3 separate regions of the Mus musculus genome follow, and regions 2 and 3 are each linked to region 1. Evidence: chromatin contacts called from public Hi-C and promoter capture Hi-C data. All regions are on one chromosome and are shown on one strand. Each heading gives the region's core, a stretch centred on a gene start, on an enhancer-like site or on the middle of the called end of the contact. The rest is flanking DNA. Distances are from core to core; before and after follow the strand shown.

Region 1 (2,700 bases), core at 116-2,615:
ACAGCAACCATAACACAGTAGCCCAAGGTAATCTATGAACAAATTCACTGTGCTGCCTGCAATATAAAAAAGTACAATATAGGGGCTGGTGAGATGGCTCAGCGGTTAAGAGCACTGACTGCTCTTCCAAAGGTCCTGAGTTCAAATCCCAGCAACCACATGGTGGCTCACAACCATCCGTAACGAGATCTGACGTCCTCTTCTGGTGTGTCTGAAGACAACTACAGTGTACTTACATATAATAAACAAGTCTTTAAAAAAAGTACAATATATACTACTATATACAGTTCATAACATTTGATAACAATAATACACAACTACATTACTAGTTTGTGTATTTTTATTAGTGTGTATTTTTTTTAAAGCTACTGTAAAACTGTATGGTCTCCTGCAGAGGCTGCCTTAAACACCTCGAATTTACTGTGTGTCTTGACTGCATCATTTTCTGTTAGGCAATGGTTTTGTTTTACTGTCCCTGGAGCAATAGGTTATAACATATGTATTCCAGACAGCATTGATATAGGTTTGGGTATCACCTTGGTTGTTTAAAGTTGAGTCGTGTTTAACTATACACTCGTCAAAACTGTTCATCTAAAATTTTAAGTTTTAAAATGTTCAGAGCTGACTGGACAGTTTATTACTCATATCCTGTCACTCTGGAGGTATCGTCGTATGGAGTGTCCACGTTTTTATCCTCAGGGACTTTGCGCATTCATAAGTGCGACAACTCTACTTCGTTTACCATGTAATGTTCACATTTCTTAAACTAAGTACAAAGACCTAGAATTAATAACGCACAGCAGCAAAGAGGGCAACAATATGTCAGCATCAAAAGGCTTCGGCGTACTCCGTCGCTAATTATTTGTTAGAAAGCAGTACACTACAGAGAGGCTTAATTACAGACAAGTGTAAATGACCTGTCTTAATGACAGGCGGCTGGGTGGCGTCAGCTAACCAGCATTTTTTCCTGCCTGGGGTGGCCGGTTCCGGGAACGCAAAGAAACTACAAATCTCAGCATGCAGCGCTCCTAAAGGCGCTAAGAAGGGCGAAGAGAGTCGCGATGCATTCTGGGGTTTGTAGTGCCTAACTCAAGACCGTCGGCCTCCGCCCGGATACTTACCGGATCCAGCCACGATCAAGAGTCTGAGAGACTCTCGGGGAGTGACGTGATGGGGCCCAAGCACGGTCCATAGTCGCTGGAATAGCAAGATCACTAGCCCTGCGGCTGTAGCAGCTAGAATCAGAATGCTCAGCATTCAAAGGATGGCGCATGCGTGTAGACCTGGCGCCAGCGGTTAAAGTTTGCAAGCACCGCGCTTAAGAGCAAACAGGGAGCAAAGCGCCTCTCTGTGGGCGGGGATGGTCTGCACTGGGCGGAGCTTGCCAAGTTGGGCGGTCAAAGTTCAGAAGTGTGGCTCTGATTGGAAAACGCAGAACGACGCGTCTCTTGCGTCTCAGTGAGCCGGGTTTGTCCGTGATGGGTGGGGCTAAGGGCAGTTTGCCCAGGAAGCGCTACAAGGAACAGTAATGGTTTTGTTACCCGAGTTTGTGCTGCAGTTGTGTAGTTGGAAAGTTAAGTGCTGGAGAAGTTTGATTTCTGCCAGTGGCGAGGTCAAACTACATGTATGGTAGAAGGACCACGAAGCCCCGGGTTAGTAGCTGCTCCTGTCCTGCCAGGTTTTGCCTGAGGCTCCTGGCATACATCACTACTTCCTTTCTTCCTTACGGGTTCCAAGACAAACCGAACTAGAAAATTTTTGCCAGTCAGAGGCATACTCTTAGGGGGAAAACATTCAAATCCGCCCTTTCCTGACATTTATGTTTTCTAGACAGTTTCACAGATCTCAAACTATAACCAGAATCCGGATCACTTCAAGCTATGTCATATTCCTGGGAGGATTGGAAACCCCTTGGCTTCAGGTAGCAAGGGAGGAAGACATAGCCCTGCAGTTAAGTTTATCACAAAGCATTTCTGGCTTATTCCTCCCGCGGTCCTCTGAAATGATAGACTTCCACTGCCCACTCTAATCCCAGTTGTGCGTGCGTTTGTGAACTTAGCCTAAATTACAGCAAAATAAAACCTCTTGACAACAAACATTCCTTCAGACCCTTATGGGGTTACAGATTGAATAGGTCAGGCATGCAGACAGGTCGAGAAAGGTGCTACAAATTGGCCTAAATGCAATAATGTCATGTCTAGAATTAGAAACCAGAAATCCTAACTCCTGCTGCCTAAGAATGCTACACCATATGGTCCGTTGTTAAATTCAGTTTGGATTGACGATCACATTTACCTGGAGCCTAGAATGCTTTTGGGAGCGATACTGAGTCAGAAGTTCCAGGAAGGCGCCCTGAGATCTCCTTATAAAGCTAGGTGTGTTGGTTCCCGAGTCAGCAAACTGCTTGGGAGATTTCCTGACTGTATCTCTATCTTGTTGATATTATAGCACGGTGCCTGTGGGCTCTTTCATCACTCCTTCTTAACCTCATTCTTTACAGTCAGGTTCTATGTAAATGTTACTCTTTGAATTACAATAGGGAAATAGATTACACAAAAGTTAATTTGCCTGAGGTTATTTATGTGATGAAAATCAATAAGAATGCCAGACTTTTAGACAGATATCATTTGTGGCTCAAGGGCTGGGGGGGTGGGGGTGGGGGCGGGGAGACAGCACAAAGGTTAAGAGCACTGGTTGCTT
Region 2 (2,880 bases), core at 187-2,686, 1.6 Mb before region 1:
CTCTTCATTCAAGAGTCTATAGTCGTTTTCAAGATTCACTCCAGAAGCCCCATTCTTGACTCAGCAAACCGGTCTGTAAAAACCAAATACTTGTTTCCTTCATCTGCTTATTTTGACATTTAGTGGGACGCTGAACATAGATACTGCTAGCCTATCCCTACATAATTTACACTATTGATAAGGAAAACTAAAGGCCTACATTATTAAGTCATGAATTTTCTACCCAGAGGTGAAAATGAGATCATTAAAAATAACTAAATAATAAATCACTGTTCTTGAAATGTCTATACCAAAATGACTTAACGAGTTTTTATCAAAAAACTGTTTATCTTTTCAAACCCCCCCCCCATTCTCTGCCTTCTAATTTGCCACAAAACCGAAAAAATGAGAGCCAAAGAAACCCAAGATACTCCATTCTTTGACAGATGTAGGACTGGGGATACTCTGGAAGATAATACGCGTTTATCTGCATAAGTTATGGACAAGTTAAGTTTACAAGGCTTGCTTTGGGCTAAGCATTTTAAGCAGGCGCACAACACTCAAATCACTTTAGATATAATCACATTTAACCTGTCATGCTCTATTTTTTATTACTTACGATATTTATTTACTTTTATTTTTATTAGTTTTTAGTAATTATTTTTTATTATTTACGATAGATCTAATTATGGGTATAGGTTTCTAACACTTAACAGTTCGTTTGTGGTGATGAAACAGACAAATATGGGAAGTCAAGTTTTCTCCACACTCCTCTTGCCACTGGGGTGTCAAGGAAATCCATTTTCGCTCTTCCAACTCCGCCATCTCTAGCTGCCGTCCCTCCCTCCCTCTCCGAGAAGACTGAAGCAGCCGCCAGCTTCCTAAGCTCTTCAACTCTGCAACTCAGGATACTCACCAGGGCAAGAGGTACACGAAGACGAACAAGGCCAGGTCGAAAAGGATGAAGAGCCAGAGATCCAGCCAGTAGGAGTGTTTCGGAAGCCCGTTCATCCCGGACTGAGGTGCCTCATCTTGGTTCCTCCTTCCAGCTTCGAACGAGCCCCTCCGTTCCCGGACACCGTCGGTACCAGACGCCGCCTGGCTCACCTCCATCTCCGCGTCGTTTCACTTCCGCGCAACTGAGACCAAACCTGAAGACCGCTTCGCGCCCAGTCTAGCAACCAATTCCGGGTAACCCCGCCAATCGACTAGGCGCCCCGCCCCCGCCGCCGCGCCCCGCCCCGCCCCCGCGTCCCCGCCTTCCGGACTGCGCAGGCGTCCTCCCTTTCTAGGAATTCGCCTTCTTCGGCATTCCCGGGAACGCGCAGACTCCGCTGGGCCGGCTGCTCTTGGCGCAGGCGCTCTGTTCCACCACCCCTCCTCGCCCCCCGAACTTGGCGAAGGTGTCTGCCCCGCCTCCCCGACCGCACGCATGCGCTCTGTGCCCCGCCCCGTTGCTTCCTGGTGGGGTGTCCCCTTGCGGTGTTCAGAGGTGGTTTCTAAGGTGCAGGTGAGCTCTCTCACGTAGCTCAAACGCTGCCTTGCAGGGTGCATTACTGGTTCTCCCGGTTTCTGGGATGAAAACTGTCTCAACTCCTTTTCTCTGAGATGATGCCAGAACTTCAGGAACCGCCTCAAAGGATTCCAGCCTTGCCCACCCACAAAAGTAGTCTTTTTATAAACATGAGCGTGTGGGGGGATGTTTTTCTTTCTTCCTCCCTTCTTCCTTCCTTCCTTCCTTCCTTCCTTCCTTCCTTCCTTTCCTTCCTTCCTTCCTTCCTTCCTTCCTTCCCTTCCTTCCTTCCTTCCTCCCTCCCTCCCTCCCTCCCTCCCTCCCTCTCTCTCTTTCTTTCTTTCTTCCTTCCTTTTAAAAAACTAGATCGTGAGATTCTCTGATAATAACTTTGGAGACGACAACATTGTGTGACAATGTAAAAAGGTTGGCAGACCCCGTAGAATCATCTCTCCAATACACGTAAACTTTTTGGTTTCTTACATGTTTGGGAAGTGTGTACAGTTTGAGAACTTTGGATGATTTTGTACAGACTTGAGCGATTTGCTCATAATTTTTGAAACAGTTTTGATGAGGTGGACGTTGTAAGGGTCCATGATTCGCTGAAGAATGATACTCCAGACTCAAGTAGTTTGTAAACACACAGAGTGTTTTATTTTGTCGAAGTCCAGCATGCTGGAGTCTCCCATTACCAAGTATGCTCGCTGCACATTGGGGGAATTCTCGGATAGATGGGCTTTGTCTTACTCTTATCTCGGGCATTCCAGAAGCATAACCTTGGTGTGGTGGCTAGAAACTTGCCTGAGGAATCCTGGGGTAGGTGGCCTTATCTACTCTCTCTTAAGGACATTCTGAAACTATTGCCTGGGTGTGAGGGCTGAAAACCCATTGTCCTTGCTTCAGGCCAGGTTGGGTTTTTTTTTTTTGGGGGGGGGGGGGTCGTTTCTGATGGTAGGGCACTTTCTGACTAGCTGCCTGAAGCCTAGGATTTTAGGCCTAATCCCAGGAACTGCCAATTAGAAGTCTGTCATGGAATTAGCCTGTCTCAATTACAGTCACGAATTTTCAGAAGGCTCAGATAAGGTAAAGCGTGGAATTTACATAGGTATTTCATGGGAGTATTTTAATAAGCCACTCAACTCTATGTCAGAATATCCTGTAACCATTAGATAAAAACCTGTTGGAGTCTACTAACTTAGCAGCCCACTAACTTATACCAACCAAGTAGCCCTGATAGCATCGTGGGCTTACAGAAGAGCTTTCTCCTTTCCTAAATCAGCCTTTCTAAAGTACCCACCAGTGTATTTTGGGCTTGCCTTGTTTTATTACTTTCTTGGTTCTGTGAAGCAATTTTAAAAACTTCACGAAACTGTTTCCATGTGGGAATA
Region 3 (2,861 bases), core at 32-2,531, 1.7 Mb before region 1:
GGGGAACAAGGCGTTCAGATCTTGTTACGTCAAGAGTAGGACATTAACATAACTAAACCTGGACTGCTTGTTCCTTGGTCTATTTTTAAGACATATTTAAGGCACTCATGTAAAATACATCCGAGAATACACAATATAGCTGAAGGGGAAAGAGGTGACAGAAGATATATTAAACAACACCTCAAAACAGAGTGCACCCGAGAGGAAACAGTATGGTGCCAATTCTTTACATTTCTAAGAGCTGGTTTCTCCGGCTCCTTCCCGTCGAGGTTTTAATGTTAATGTTGAGGACGGCGTCTATGGCTTCATGTTACTTCTTTTATGTGGTACATAATAAATTCTCACTGATCCCGGGTCAAACACAATAACCTCACTGCATGTCACCCACCAACCTGCAGGGTCTCCCTCATGCGATTTCTTCAGGTAAACTGGAGTCCCCTTTGAGTTTATCTAAGTCAACTTTTATGACTCACGCCAGCTTTGGAAATGTCTTCCAAACCTACATCTACCTTTTTGAGTCATCTTAATCATCAGCCAGGTTTTTTTTTCCCCCCTTTGTTTTGTTTTTCCTTTTAATTATCATCCCAAATAAAAGTTTCCCAGACAAAGGCTAGTCTGGTTCGCAGCAGCAGCAGCTTGCAACTCAAAACCTGCTCCACATCGCGGAGAGGATGCTGCCAAAATTTCTGACAAATACTAACTGGGTCAGCGCGGTTATGAAGACGTTCGTTTTATTAGTGGTCACGAAAGCCCCACTTAGGGAAAATACATTCGCGCCAAAGGACACCATTCAACTGCAAACAGACCGTACCGACTCCCTAAGGGGACCGCCGGGGTGCCGACCCAGCAATGGCTGAAACCCACAGAACCCCGGCTCAGATCCCCGCGCATCCGCACTCAGGCTGCAAAGCCGCCAACCAAGGCGGACGACGGCGGGACGCCCGCGTCTGCCGTGGAAATCCGCCGCAGTCCCCAGCCCACCACGCAGCCGCTCGCCGATCCGCCACGTCCCGTCTCACAGCCCGCCCCGCGCGCCACCCCCGCGTCGGGGCAGAAGCCCGAGCCCTGCTCTCGCGGGATCTCGCGCCTCACACAAGCCCTCGGAAAGGGAGCATCACCCGCGGGAAAGCCGGGAACTCACGTGCGGGGGCGGGGCGGGGCGGGGCGAGACGAGGAGGCGGGCCCGGCGCAAGGGGGCGGGGCGTCCTGACGCGGGGGAAGGCGGGGTCCAGAGACCTGTTGATCGCAGGTGTCACTGCCCAGACCGGCCCCTGGGTCTTGGGCGTGCGCGCATGCTCTGCGCGGGTCTGGCGGCTGAAAGCGGCGGTGTGGCCGTCTGTCCCTGTGCGTGTCGCTTTGCCTGTCACGACGTTGTGGGTGTCGGCGCGAGGCGGAGCCGGGCCAGTGGGACTGGAAGGGCTACGGCGCCGGGAGGTAGAGCTTGGGGTGAGTCGCGGGAGCCCCCGCTGGGCAGAGGGCGGAGGACTCTCGGTCCCCACGGCCTGGCCCCGCTCGGGCGCGCTAACCCGGGTGGCCGCAGGCTGAGGGCGGGATTGGGCCGGGTCGGGATGCGCTGGCCAGGCTCCTGCGGTTCCCGGTGCAGCCCCACAGCTGCCGGAGCACTGAGCCTTCACCAGGGCTCCAGCGTGATTGGCGTTCCTCCTTGGCGGAGCAGACTGGATTGGATGTGATAGAATCTTGGCTTGGTTGGTTTCTCAGTAGCTGGACAGACGGACGGAGTTAATGTTTAGCTTCTAAACGGCGGTTTACGGTACAATTACCAAACTACTCGCCGGCGGCGCGGGGGAACAGGAAGTGCCTGCGCAGGTGTAACCGGGAGGATGTGAAGCCCTGCAATCTGAGCCTGTTTTGAGGTTTTGTTATTCTCCTGGGGTTTGTTTTCTCCGTGCAGATCCCGATAAATGCTTGCAAAAACGTACTGCACGTCCTTATCTGCTTGCGGTCTTCCATAGCTGGAAACATATTCTTTCCTCCAAATATATTTTCAAGGCTACTTTTGAGGTACATGGGCAGTAAACCTAAGTTCTCTGTGGTGAGCCCTGGAGCTTGTTTAAGACCAGGCACGCTGATTTTCACCTTTAAAAGGTGGAGCCAGTGCTGACACGAAGTTATGATAGAATGGATTGGTGACATTGATAACTTGTCAGTTTTATTTTCTGTTGTTTTCAATTCTGTGTCGATGATGGTCGAGGCAGAGATCCCTCATCCTATTCTGTTAAAGAAAAAAGGAAAAAAAAAATAGTGAAGAAAGGGTCTTCAAAAGTAATGTGTGATTTATCTGCTATTGTCAGAAGAATTCCTAATAGATTTTCTGCGGGCAAGAGTTGTATGGAAAATAAGGTTTTTGACTTATCTTTTAGAGACTTTTAAAGTGAGCTCCTTTGGACAACTTGCTATAAACTTACAGAAGTGATTTGTTTAGTTTGTAAATCGAATCAATGTATTAAGTATTTTTCCCAAAGGATAAAAAACAAGAGACCCTCCAAACAAGCCTTTTCCTTAGGATTTTTTTTTTTATTTATAAAGTTGTCTATCGAACTCATGATACGTGGCACTAACAGTTTATTACTTTAAAGGCGTCACTTTTTTTTTTTAAATAAAAGTGCCATTTTAGTGGTAGGACACATTTTCTACTTATTCTTGCCCTTTAGTAAGAAAGCACCCCCCCCCACACACACACACAATGCCCTTACAGTTTCACTATGTGCTCTGATTCAAAATATTTCTTATATTGTTTAATTTCAGAAGTTTATTTTCACTATGTAGTGTCGAAAAATGCAGTTTTGGTGTACAGTGGCTTAGAAGTTTGTTTTAACAGAATAAAGTTTAAAAATGACAAG

The links. Hi-C and Micro-C count contacts between places; a contact is called where the count stands out from the background. Capture Hi-C pulls out chosen DNA fragments and counts their contacts.
Region 2: a contact with region 1 is called in a promoter capture Hi-C map of liver, with 2.2 times the contacts expected there. The contact joins the promoter of 4933405D12Rik here to the promoter of Alg14 in region 1. A contact is called at or near these places in 1 of 39 promoter capture datasets (pre-B cells) and 2 of 9 other capture datasets (adipose tissue and liver).
Region 3: a contact with region 1 is called in a Hi-C map of CD8 T cells, with 4 times the contacts expected there. The contact joins the promoter of Usp53 here to the promoter of Alg14 in region 1. A contact is called at or near these places in 3 of 484 Hi-C or Micro-C datasets (CD8 T cells and uterus) and 2 of 9 other capture datasets (adipose tissue and liver).

Annotation. Positions count from the first base shown.
Region 1 is chr3:121,290,405-121,293,104 of GRCm38.p6, reverse strand. It overlaps Alg14 (asparagine-linked glycosylation 14), which reads right to left and starts at 1,365. Exons shown (of 4, transcript NM_024178.3): 1 at 1,122-1,365. The coding sequence starts at 1,257.
Region 2 is chr3:122,922,672-122,925,551 of GRCm38.p6, reverse strand. It overlaps 4933405D12Rik (RIKEN cDNA 4933405D12 gene), which reads left to right and starts at 1,436. Exons shown (of 6, transcript NR_046036.1): 1 at 1,436-1,489. It overlaps 1810037I17Rik (RIKEN cDNA 1810037I17 gene), which reads right to left and starts at 1,155. Exons shown (of 2, transcript NM_024461.2): 1 at 896-1,155; 2 at 1-73. The coding sequence starts at 1,092. The coding sequence ends at 73.
Region 3 is chr3:122,982,867-122,985,727 of GRCm38.p6, reverse strand. Usp53 (ubiquitin specific peptidase 53) reads left to right here and starts at 1,281. Exons shown (of 16, transcript NM_133857.3): 1 at 1,281-1,446.